2 separate regions of the Mus musculus genome follow, and region 2 is linked to region 1. The links are chromatin contacts, called in public HiChIP or PLAC-seq maps. All regions are on one chromosome and are shown on one strand. Each heading gives the region's core, a stretch centred on a gene start, on an enhancer-like site or on the middle of the called end of the contact. The rest is flanking DNA. Distances are from core to core; before and after follow the strand shown.

Region 1 (4,576 bases), core at 1,300-3,799:
TACCTCACTCAGGATGATATTTTTCTAGATCCATCCATTTGCCTGCAAATTTCATGAAGTCAATATTTTTAATAGCTGAGTAGTACTCCATTATGTAAATGTATCACTTTTCTGTATCCATTCCTATGTTTAAGGATATCTGGGTTCTTTCCAGCTATTACAAATAAGGCTGCTATGAACATAGTGGAGCATGTATCCTTGTTATATGTTGTAGCATCTTTTGGGTATATGCCCAGCAGTGGTATAGCTGGGTCCTCAGATAGTACTGTGCCCAATTTTCTGAGGAGCCACCAAGCTGATTTCCAGAGTGGTTGTAACAACCTGCAATCCCACCAGCAATGGAGGAGTGTTTCTCTTTCTCCACATCCTCACCCGCATCTACTGTCACCTGAATTTTTGATCTTAGCCATTCTGATTGATGTGAGGTGGAATCTCAGGGTTGTTGTGATTTGAATTTTTCTGATGACTAAGGATGCTGAACATTTCTTTAAGTGCTTCTCAGCCATTTGAGATTCCTCAGTTGAGAATTCTTTGTTTAGGTCTGTATGCCATATTTAATAGGGTTATTTGGTTCTCTGGAGTCTAACTTCCTGAGTTCTTTGTATATTTTGGATATTAGTCCTCTATCAGATGTTGGGTTGGTAAAGATTTTTTTCCCCCAATCTGTGAGTTGCTGTTTTGTCATATTGACAGTCTCCTTTGCTTTACAGAAGCTTTTTAATTTCATGAGGTCCCATTTGTCAATTGTTGATCTTAGAGCCTGAGCCATTGGTGTTCTGTACAGGACAAATTTTCCCCTGTGCCAATGTGTTCGAGGTTCTTCCCCATTTTCTTTTCTATTAGACTCAGTGTATCTGGTTTTATGTGGAGGTCCTTGATCCACTCGGACTTGAGCTTTGTACAAGGAGATAAGAATGGATCAGTTTGTATTTTTCTACATCCTAACTGCCAGTTGAACTAGCAACATTTGTTGAAAATGTTTTTTTTTTTTCCCTCACTGGATGACTTTGACTTCTTTGTCAAAGATCAAGTGACCATAGGTGTGTAGGTTCACTTTTGGGTCTTCAATTTTATTCCATTGATCTACCTTTCTGTCATTGTATCAATACCATGAAGGTTTTTTAAAAAAAATTTTTTTTAATCATATTGCTCTGCAGTACAGCTTGAGGTCAGGGATGGTGATTCCCCCAGAGGCTCTTTGATTGTTGAGAACGGTTTTTGCTATCCTGGGTTTTTTGTTATTCCAGATGAATTTGAGTTGGGATTTTGATAGGGAATACACTGAATTTGTAGATTGCTTTTGGCAAGATGGCCATCTTTCCATCTTCTGAGGTCTTTGATTTCTTTCTTCAGAGACTTGAAGTTCTTGTCATACAGATCTTTCAATTGCTTGGTTAGAGTCACACCAAGATATTTTATATTATTTGTGACTATTGTGAAGGGTGTCATTTCTCTAATTTATTTCTCAGCCCGTTTATCCTTTGAGTAGAGGAAAACTACTGATTTGTTTGAATTAATTTTATATCTAGCCACTAAGCTGAAGTTGTTTATCAGCTGTAGGAGTTCTCTGGTGGATTATTTTTTAGGGTTATTTATGTATTCTACCACATCATCTGCAAATAGTGATATCTTGACTTCCTCCTTTCTAATTTGTATCCCTTTGACCTCCTTTTGTTGCCTAATTGTTCTGGGTAGAACTTTGAGTACTATATTAAATGATAGGGGAAAAGTGGACAGCCTTGGGTGTGGTGTGTGTGGTATGGTGTGGTGTGTGTATGGTGATGATGCATGTGGTGTGTATGGTGTGGTGTATGTGGTGTGGTGTGTGGTGGTGGTGATAATGATGATGGTGGTCTCTCTGTCTCTGTCTGTCTCTTTCTATCTCTGCCTCTCTCTCTCTGTCTCTCTCTGCCCCCCTCTGTCTCCCTCTGTCTGTCTGTCTGTCTCTTTGGTGTGATGTATGTGGTGTGTGTGTATTCTACAAGGTTGACATGATGACAGAATTTAATTTTCTTAGCAGCAAGCTCATGGATCCTGGTGATAAATGCAGCATGACTTTACTGAAAAGGCTTTGTGATCTTGAAGAGTGGATTGACTTCACTGTGGGCAGCACATGCAATCTCACTTGTTTGGTGTAATGAAAGAAGAGAATGAGAGGTGGAAGGGGGATGGTAATGTTGAAAAAAAGAATGGTACAGAGGAAACTGAGGTTGGAGAGAGATGGGGTAGATGGTAAGAGATGGAGAAAGAGGGAAGGAAATGGAGAGAAAGACAGAGAGACAGAGAGAGACACACAGAGAGACACACAGAGACAGAGAGGAAGGGAAAGGGAAAGAGAAAGGAAGAGGAAGAGGGGGAGGGGAAGGGGAAGGGGAAGGGGAAGGGAGAGGGAGAAATGTGGACACTAGCCAGATTTAAGGGAGAAATTAGGGGGTTGCCAGTCTGTCCACCTCTGATGGTGGCAACTCAGCAGAAAGCTGCTGGGCTCAGTCTGGCTTTGTTGAGCAACCCTGACTCCACCCCTTTTCTTCCCCACAAAGCAAGCTTTTAAAGGGAAGGCTTTCTTCATTGAATGACTGCCACAGTACGATGTGGGGCTTTTGGCTGCTCCTCTTCTGGGGTGAGTATGAGGTTGAATGGGGCATGGATGGCTGAGGTGTGGGCTGGAAATAGGTTGCAGGGAGAAAGGCCAACCTTGGAGGGGTTCGGCCCATAGGCTAATGTCTATTGCACACAGCAAACTTTACCTTGGGAAACCTTTGACAAAATTCCTTGACTTAGGGAAGTCTATTCACCAGGGTAGATCTTCCTGTAGCTGTTCATGTGGCATGTCTGTGTTTGTGAGCCATCTCAGTTTTAGTTAGAATTTAACATGGAGTAAACTTGTGAGGCTCCGGTGCGTGCATCTGGGATGGTGCAAGGGGGATGGAAGTCCACACAGCAATGGAAACAGTCCCCTTACCATTGCGTAGCCCTTTTTTATCAGCCATAGCTCACAAAGCAGAACATGGGTGTGAAAGAGGTAACTTGCCGGGCTTTGGCAACAGTTTAGTGTGTAAAGTGCTTGTCCTACAAGCACAAAGATCTGGATTTGATCCCAGAATTTATGTTAAAAAACCAAGTATGTGGTACACTTCTACCTCTGGCTCTGGAGAGTAGAGAAGGAGGATTCCTTGGTTCTTGATGGCCAGCTAGCCTAGCCCAATTGGTGGATTCCAGATCAGTGAGAAAGTCTGTCTCTAAACAATTAAGGTAGATGGAACTGGAGAAAGGTGTTTGAGGTCATCCTCTGGTTCCTACATGCCAGTACACACAAGTGCATGTTCACCTGCACTACACATTGCACAATGTCATGCACACACAACACAAGTGCAATGCACACACAGACATGCAATGCACACAAAAGGCACATGTGTACTCACAGATGCAAAAAGAAATACTGTGAGCAAGTCTTAGCTAATGAGGGGTAGAGCCACGGTATAAAATCATTCCAGCTCTGGCCTTGTTCAAACTCTTAGTCATGGCTGGTTTGTGCTGTGGGAGTCAGCGAAGATAGTCCCGTTCTAGAAATAGACTCGGGGCTACACCTTCCTTTTCTGGCTCCTGTTGCTTTTGTTTTGGGCACTAGCGCATTTCACTGTGTGATCTTCCACGTCACTGGTTTTCTCGCGTGTTTGCAAGATTTTTTTTCCCCATTGTTTTAAATTTAGATGGGAGATATGGATTTCCGGTTTTAGGGATGAGAAGAGGGATCTATTTTGCCTCACAGTTTGAGATGGTATGGTCTGCCATGTTGTGGAAGCCTTGGAAGAGTCATAGTTAGATGGTGGGCTGGCACTGCTTTCTGCTTGTTGACTGTGAAGCAGAGAGCTAAGAAGTTGAACTGGCGTACATATTTTCAGGTCCCCTCCCATGGCCTCATCTCTAAACTTCCTCAGACAACACCACCATCTGGTGACCAATAGGTTAAACACATGATTGTGTTGGTTACATTTCACATCCAAACCACAGCAAACAGCTAGCCTGCATACATGTATATGTACATTACATGTACATATATGTGTCTTACACACATAAAGGCAATAATTTTAATATCGTCTCAAGAATGAACTTAAAATAATATCATGCTTATTTACTTAAATACATTTTAATTTATTCTTTGAGGATTTCATACATAAAGGCAGTAATTTTGATTACCTGCACCTCCGTGCCACTCTACTCTGAGACCTCTCTTCACTGTGACCATCTCTAACATCATGTCCTACTTTAAAGAAAACCCACTGAGAGCAGGGTGACCTTCTGGGGCATATCCCTGAAGCAAGAGGATTCTCCTCTTAGCAGCCATTGACTCTCAGTAGATCATCAGCTCCTCAGGATGGGACCAGACTAGAATGTTGGCTGGCTTGACCGTGCAGGTTTCATGTAGGCAGCCACAACTGACATGAATGTTTAACTAAAATCATGCTTGGAAGTCAGTAAGCAGCACCTTCCATGGCCTCTGCCTCAGCTCCTGCCTCCAGGTTCCTACCCAGTGTGAAAGTCTTAAAATGTTAAAGAAAGTGCTGCAGGAGAGGAT
Region 2 (4,576 bases), core at 521-3,020, 360 kb before region 1:
GCTATCAATTCCTGATGCTAATGGCTTCTACACCTTTGGTTTCCTGGAATTGCTGGTGCTCCTAGGTATGAAGCCTGGGCTCTTAGGAAAGTGTTCAGCCAACAGAGCTCCTCCTTTTTTTCTTTGAAGACATTATCTTAGTTTGTAGCCCTTTTACTTTTGCCTCTCTTCATAAGAGCATAGATCCCATGGTAGGGGGTCCCTCACAACTCCATAAATCATCTCACGACTGGTAAGGGCTTCAACCTAGGAATTTGGGGAAAAACAGCCCAGGCCTCTACTCCTACCCACATATACTGCTTTCCCTAGAGTCAGCAATGGAGAGGGACCGCTACATGAGCCCCATGGAGGCCCAAGAGTTTGGCATCTTGGACAAGGTCTTGGTCCACCCACCTCAGGACGGGGAGGATGAGCCAGAACTGGTACAGAAGGAGACTGCCACAGCGCCGACGGATCCTCCTGCCCCGACAAGCACCTAAGGAGTGGAGACCAGACTGAAACTTCCTCTGCTGGGCCCAAGAACAACCCCTAGAGGAGATGTGGATTGAGGTTGCCCTCAGAGCAGGGCAGACTGCCTGAGACACTGTGATTTAAATTAAATCTTTGTAGTCTTTGTCCCATGTCTGAAGCACCTTCCATTACTTCTCCAAGACAGCAGGCCTCCTTCACCTTGACAAACCACTTCAGTAAGCAAACCCTGGCTCTCCTGGAACTAAACCAATCTAGCCTCAGACTCAGGTACCCACCTGCCTCACCTCCTGAGTGCTAGGATTAAAGGTGTACACCACCACACCTGACTTCAACAGACTTAAGCCATATACTACCCCAAAGTCAGTGGGTAGAAATATGATTTCATACATCTTTGGTTATGTGTGGGTTTGTGCATGGTGAGTGCAGTACCCATGGCCAGAAGAGGATGTTGGGTCCCCTGGGGCTTCCCTGTGGGTGCTGGGACTTAAGAGTACATTCTTACCTGCCGATCCTGGGCTTGGCCCCTTAGAGAGTTAAGAGTTAGGGTGGAGGGTCTACCAGAATCTACCACCAACTTTGGGTTGATCCTCAGACCCATGAGACCTGACACTGGTGACTCACCAGGTGACAAAGTCCTGGCATTTTGTTGCAGGCTCCAAAAGCCAGCTGAAGCCAGAGAGAATGTCAGGACATGTTTATGGAGTTTTACTAGAACTAGAAGCAGAGGATCCCAGTTTATGGGATGGAGGCAGGTGCCACATGACCCTATGGAGGTCAGAGGGTCGCAAATGCAGGAGTTGCTTTTTCTGCTTGCACCATGTTTGGGGGTCCTGAGGTCAAACCAAAGACTCTTAGCAAGTGCTGAGCCATTTTCCTAGGCCCAGTTTATTAGTGTGGAAGGAAGTAGACTCTTTTTAGATTTAACACAAAACATTTGAGGTGGGGGTTGTATTATTTGGTCTTATTTGTTTGGATGTCCTATTTTGTGGGCAACATCTGAAATTCAGGTTAGCCTCAAACTCAAGGGCTGACCTTGGAGTTAGTTATCCTCCTTTCTCCACCAGGGTGTGCTGTTTGACAAGCGCTAAATTTGCGCTAGGCTGATTGAACTTCTAACCTTGGCTTTGCCCCCACGTGACCTCCAGCCTCCGTTCGCCCTAGTTCTGCACCTACTGCTTGAGACCTTGCTCAGGGCCGAGAGGCGGGACAAGCGGTAGACTGACTTAAAGCACAGCTAATAGAGCCAGTAGCTGATGGGCGTGGTGCGGTGTCAGCCAATAGCTTGCGGGGGTGTGGCTCAGCCTGCTGTGGTCAATCCCTGAAGATGGCGGGCAGCAGGAGGCTAGCGATGCGGTTGCTTTCTGGGTGCGCCTGGGTGCGCGGCTCAGACTCTGCCGTGCTGGGCCGCCTGCGTGATGAGGCCGTGGTGCATCCAGGCTTCCTGAGCCAGGAGGAGGAGGACACGCTAACACGCGAACTGGAGCCCCAGCTGCGGCGCCGGCGCTACGAGTACGACCACTGGGACGCGGTGAGTGGGCGGAGCGGCGAGCTAAGGGGACGCCCACTGGGACATAGTGAGGGGGCGGGGTCCTCGGAGGGGTAGAGTGAAGAGCTAGGCTTGCTTGGCCAGGTTGGGGACAGTGTGTTTTGGGCAGTCCCCGATGTAGGTTCGGGTGGGACCAAGTTTCTCTGGTGTGGGACATGGCGGGTGCTGGGCAATTCGATGAGTGACAGTTGGTCAGGAGGTCTTGTGGGAATGGGGCTGATCTTGATGCCAGAGCTGAGTCCAGGGGAAGGCCTGCTGCTGCGGGCTTGTGGATGGTACTTAGAGCAGGGGAAGGGACCAGAGCCGGAGAAGGTGAACTGGCAACGTTGAGCTCAGAGCAGCGCAGTATTACAGTGGGGGCAAATCACTGCTGGGCTTTACTAAGAACAGGGGCTGTAGTGTGGGGCTGGGCCTGGAATCAGAAGGGAGGGTTTTGGTGGGCACCAAGGAATGCGTAGTGAGGACAAAGATGTCACTTCAGACATGAAGTTCTGGAACACTTCAGGGGCATTGGTGACAAGATTAGAAATAAAAAGCAGACTTGGGAGAGGGAGTGCCAGCAGTTGGGAGTTTCACTAGGGACTTGAGTGGGATCAAATAGAGACAGGAGACCGAGATACTGAATATTAGGGTGGCCAGCACCAGGGACCACTGGGAAACGAAACGTGAAGACCAGATGCGTGGTTGAAACCTCACTGATAATGAGCTAAAGTTGGAAAGACTGCCTGCCCTGTACTGCACCCCTCGGTACCTCATTTTCCTGTCCTGGGAGTTCCCAGTTATGACTTGAGCTCTCTATTCAGGCCATCCATGGCTTCAGGGAGACAGAGAAATCCTGCTGGTCTGATGCAAGCCAGGTCATCCTGCAGCGGGTTCGGGCGGCTGCATTTGGTCCTGACCAGAGCCTGCTATCCCCAGTACATGTGTTGGACCTGGAACCTCGGGGCTACATCAAGCCTCATGTTGACAGTGTCAAGGTGGGCAGAAGGCATTCCATCAGAACTCCTAGCTAGGTTGTCGGTGGACAGGGGGGCAGAACTAAGCCTGACACCCCAATATACACAGCATACATACCCCTTTTCCAGTTCTGTGGATCTACCATTGCTGGCCTTTCCCTGTTGTCTCCAAGTGTTATGAAGCTGGTGCATACACAGGAACCTGAGCAGTGGCTGGAACTGTTGCTGGAGCCAGGGTCTCTCTATATCTTAAGGTACGACGTAACCCAAAGTCCTCAGGTGAGGCCGAGGGTTTCTAACAGTCACCACCACCACTCAGAAAAAGTATAGAAATGCTGAAGGGACAGTCTTCCCTCCATCCACCCACTCAGCTTCTCTCTTCTTGCAGGGGTTCAGCCCGATATGACTTCTCCCATGAGATCCTTAGAGATGAAGAATCATTTTTTGGGGAGCACCGGGTTCCCCGGGGCCGACGCATCTCAGTGATTTGCCGCTCCCTCCCTGAGGGGATGGGGCCAGGAAGGCCAGAAGAGCCACCTCCAGCCTGCTGACCTCCCACATATCCTCCATATTTGTGAATAAAGTAGGGAAAATGCTGTCATGGGATCTTCAAATGACCGTCTGCCAGGGCTGGGGCTCTTAAGAGACGATCAGGGTCTCAGGATTCACATAGCATGGTGGCTGCCAGGGTGCACCTGATCACACACACTCTTAAGGCCACGAGAATATCATTTATTGCATCCACTGCTGATTAAAAAAAAAAAAAAACTAACAAGCAAGCAAAGAAAGAAACAAAAAACCCTGGTCCTTTCCCTTCTTATCTTTACCTATGCAAATTTCTAGTAATGTCACCTGAGCCTTTCAAAGCCCAGCCTGTCTCATGCTTGTGATTCTGAGACACCAGACTGGCCTCCTTCAGCCACCACAGCCACAAGCTGCAGCTGAGAGCTGAGGCAGCTGCTGCCAATGGTGCTGATCATCAAGGAAGGTCACATCAGCATAGCTGGTGGGCTGGCAGCAGGGTCGGCCATGGGCTCGACCCCGCCCTCGAAGCCGGGCCAGTACCAGACTGTGCTGGGTATGGGCCTCTTGGGGACAGCTGCCAGCACAGTATCGGAAGATGACCTTCTCCTCCGAGGCATAGCCCAGGCCCAGCTCAGCCACTGGTAGGGTCAGGCTCCACAGTCGGCATGAACCAGCCAAGGCTCTTGGAAGACGGACATGGTTGTTACCTAGTGCAAGGTAGAGTAGGATTGTAAGGCAAAGTGAGGGCTTTGAGAGAAGGAATTGGGGAGTCGGGAGGCCCCCAGGAATTCTTACCCTGATGGGGCGTCCAGGTCCCTCTAGTCTCTGCCATCTTCCCAAATGAGAGCTTATCTGCCACAGAAGCCTCTTGAAGATCAAGGACCCAGCCGAGGCTCGGGTGCAAGGACAGGAGCAGCAGACACAGGATCCGAAGTCTTCCTGCAGCCATTGTGACAGCAGGTCCCTGGATGCCGAGAGACCTTGGTGCCCTGAATTTATTCCCTGCCTGTCCTGGGGATTAAAACTACTGCCAGCACCATGTCCCGGGGAAGCCGTTGGGGGGTAGGGGGGGGGGGGT

The links. HiChIP or PLAC-seq counts read pairs in DNA pulled down with a chosen protein or histone mark.
Region 2: a contact with region 1 is called in an H3K4me3 HiChIP or PLAC-seq map of bone marrow-derived macrophages, with 4 times the contacts expected there. The contact joins the promoter of Alkbh7 here to the promoter of Adgre1 in region 1. A contact is called at or near these places in 8 of 39 promoter capture datasets (the C10 cell line, the HPC-7 cell line, cranial neural crest and 5 more), 1 of 484 Hi-C or Micro-C datasets (uterus), 4 of 115 datasets of contacts at active chromatin or transcription factors (the HPC-7 cell line, bone marrow-derived macrophages and double positive thymocytes) and 2 of 9 other capture datasets (adipose tissue and liver).

The regions. Positions count from the first base shown.
Region 1 is chr17:57,356,137-57,360,712 of GRCm38.p6, forward strand. Adgre1 (adhesion G protein-coupled receptor E1) reads left to right here and starts at 2,550. Exons shown (of 22, transcript NM_010130.4): 1 at 2,550-2,620. The coding sequence starts at 2,590.
Region 2 is chr17:56,995,569-57,000,144 of GRCm38.p6, forward strand. It overlaps Alkbh7 (alkB homolog 7), which reads left to right and starts at 1,771. Exons shown (of 4, transcript NM_025538.3): 1 at 1,771-1,999; 2 at 2,821-2,994; 3 at 3,103-3,227; 4 at 3,362-3,772. The coding sequence starts at 1,796. The coding sequence ends at 3,524. It overlaps Clpp (caseinolytic mitochondrial matrix peptidase proteolytic subunit), which reads left to right. Exons shown (of 6, transcript NM_017393.2): 6 at 310-803. The coding sequence ends at 479. Pspn (persephin) reads right to left here and starts at 4,537. Exons shown (of 2, transcript NM_008954.3): 1 at 4,294-4,537; 2 at 3,745-4,205. The coding sequence starts at 4,447. The coding sequence ends at 3,889.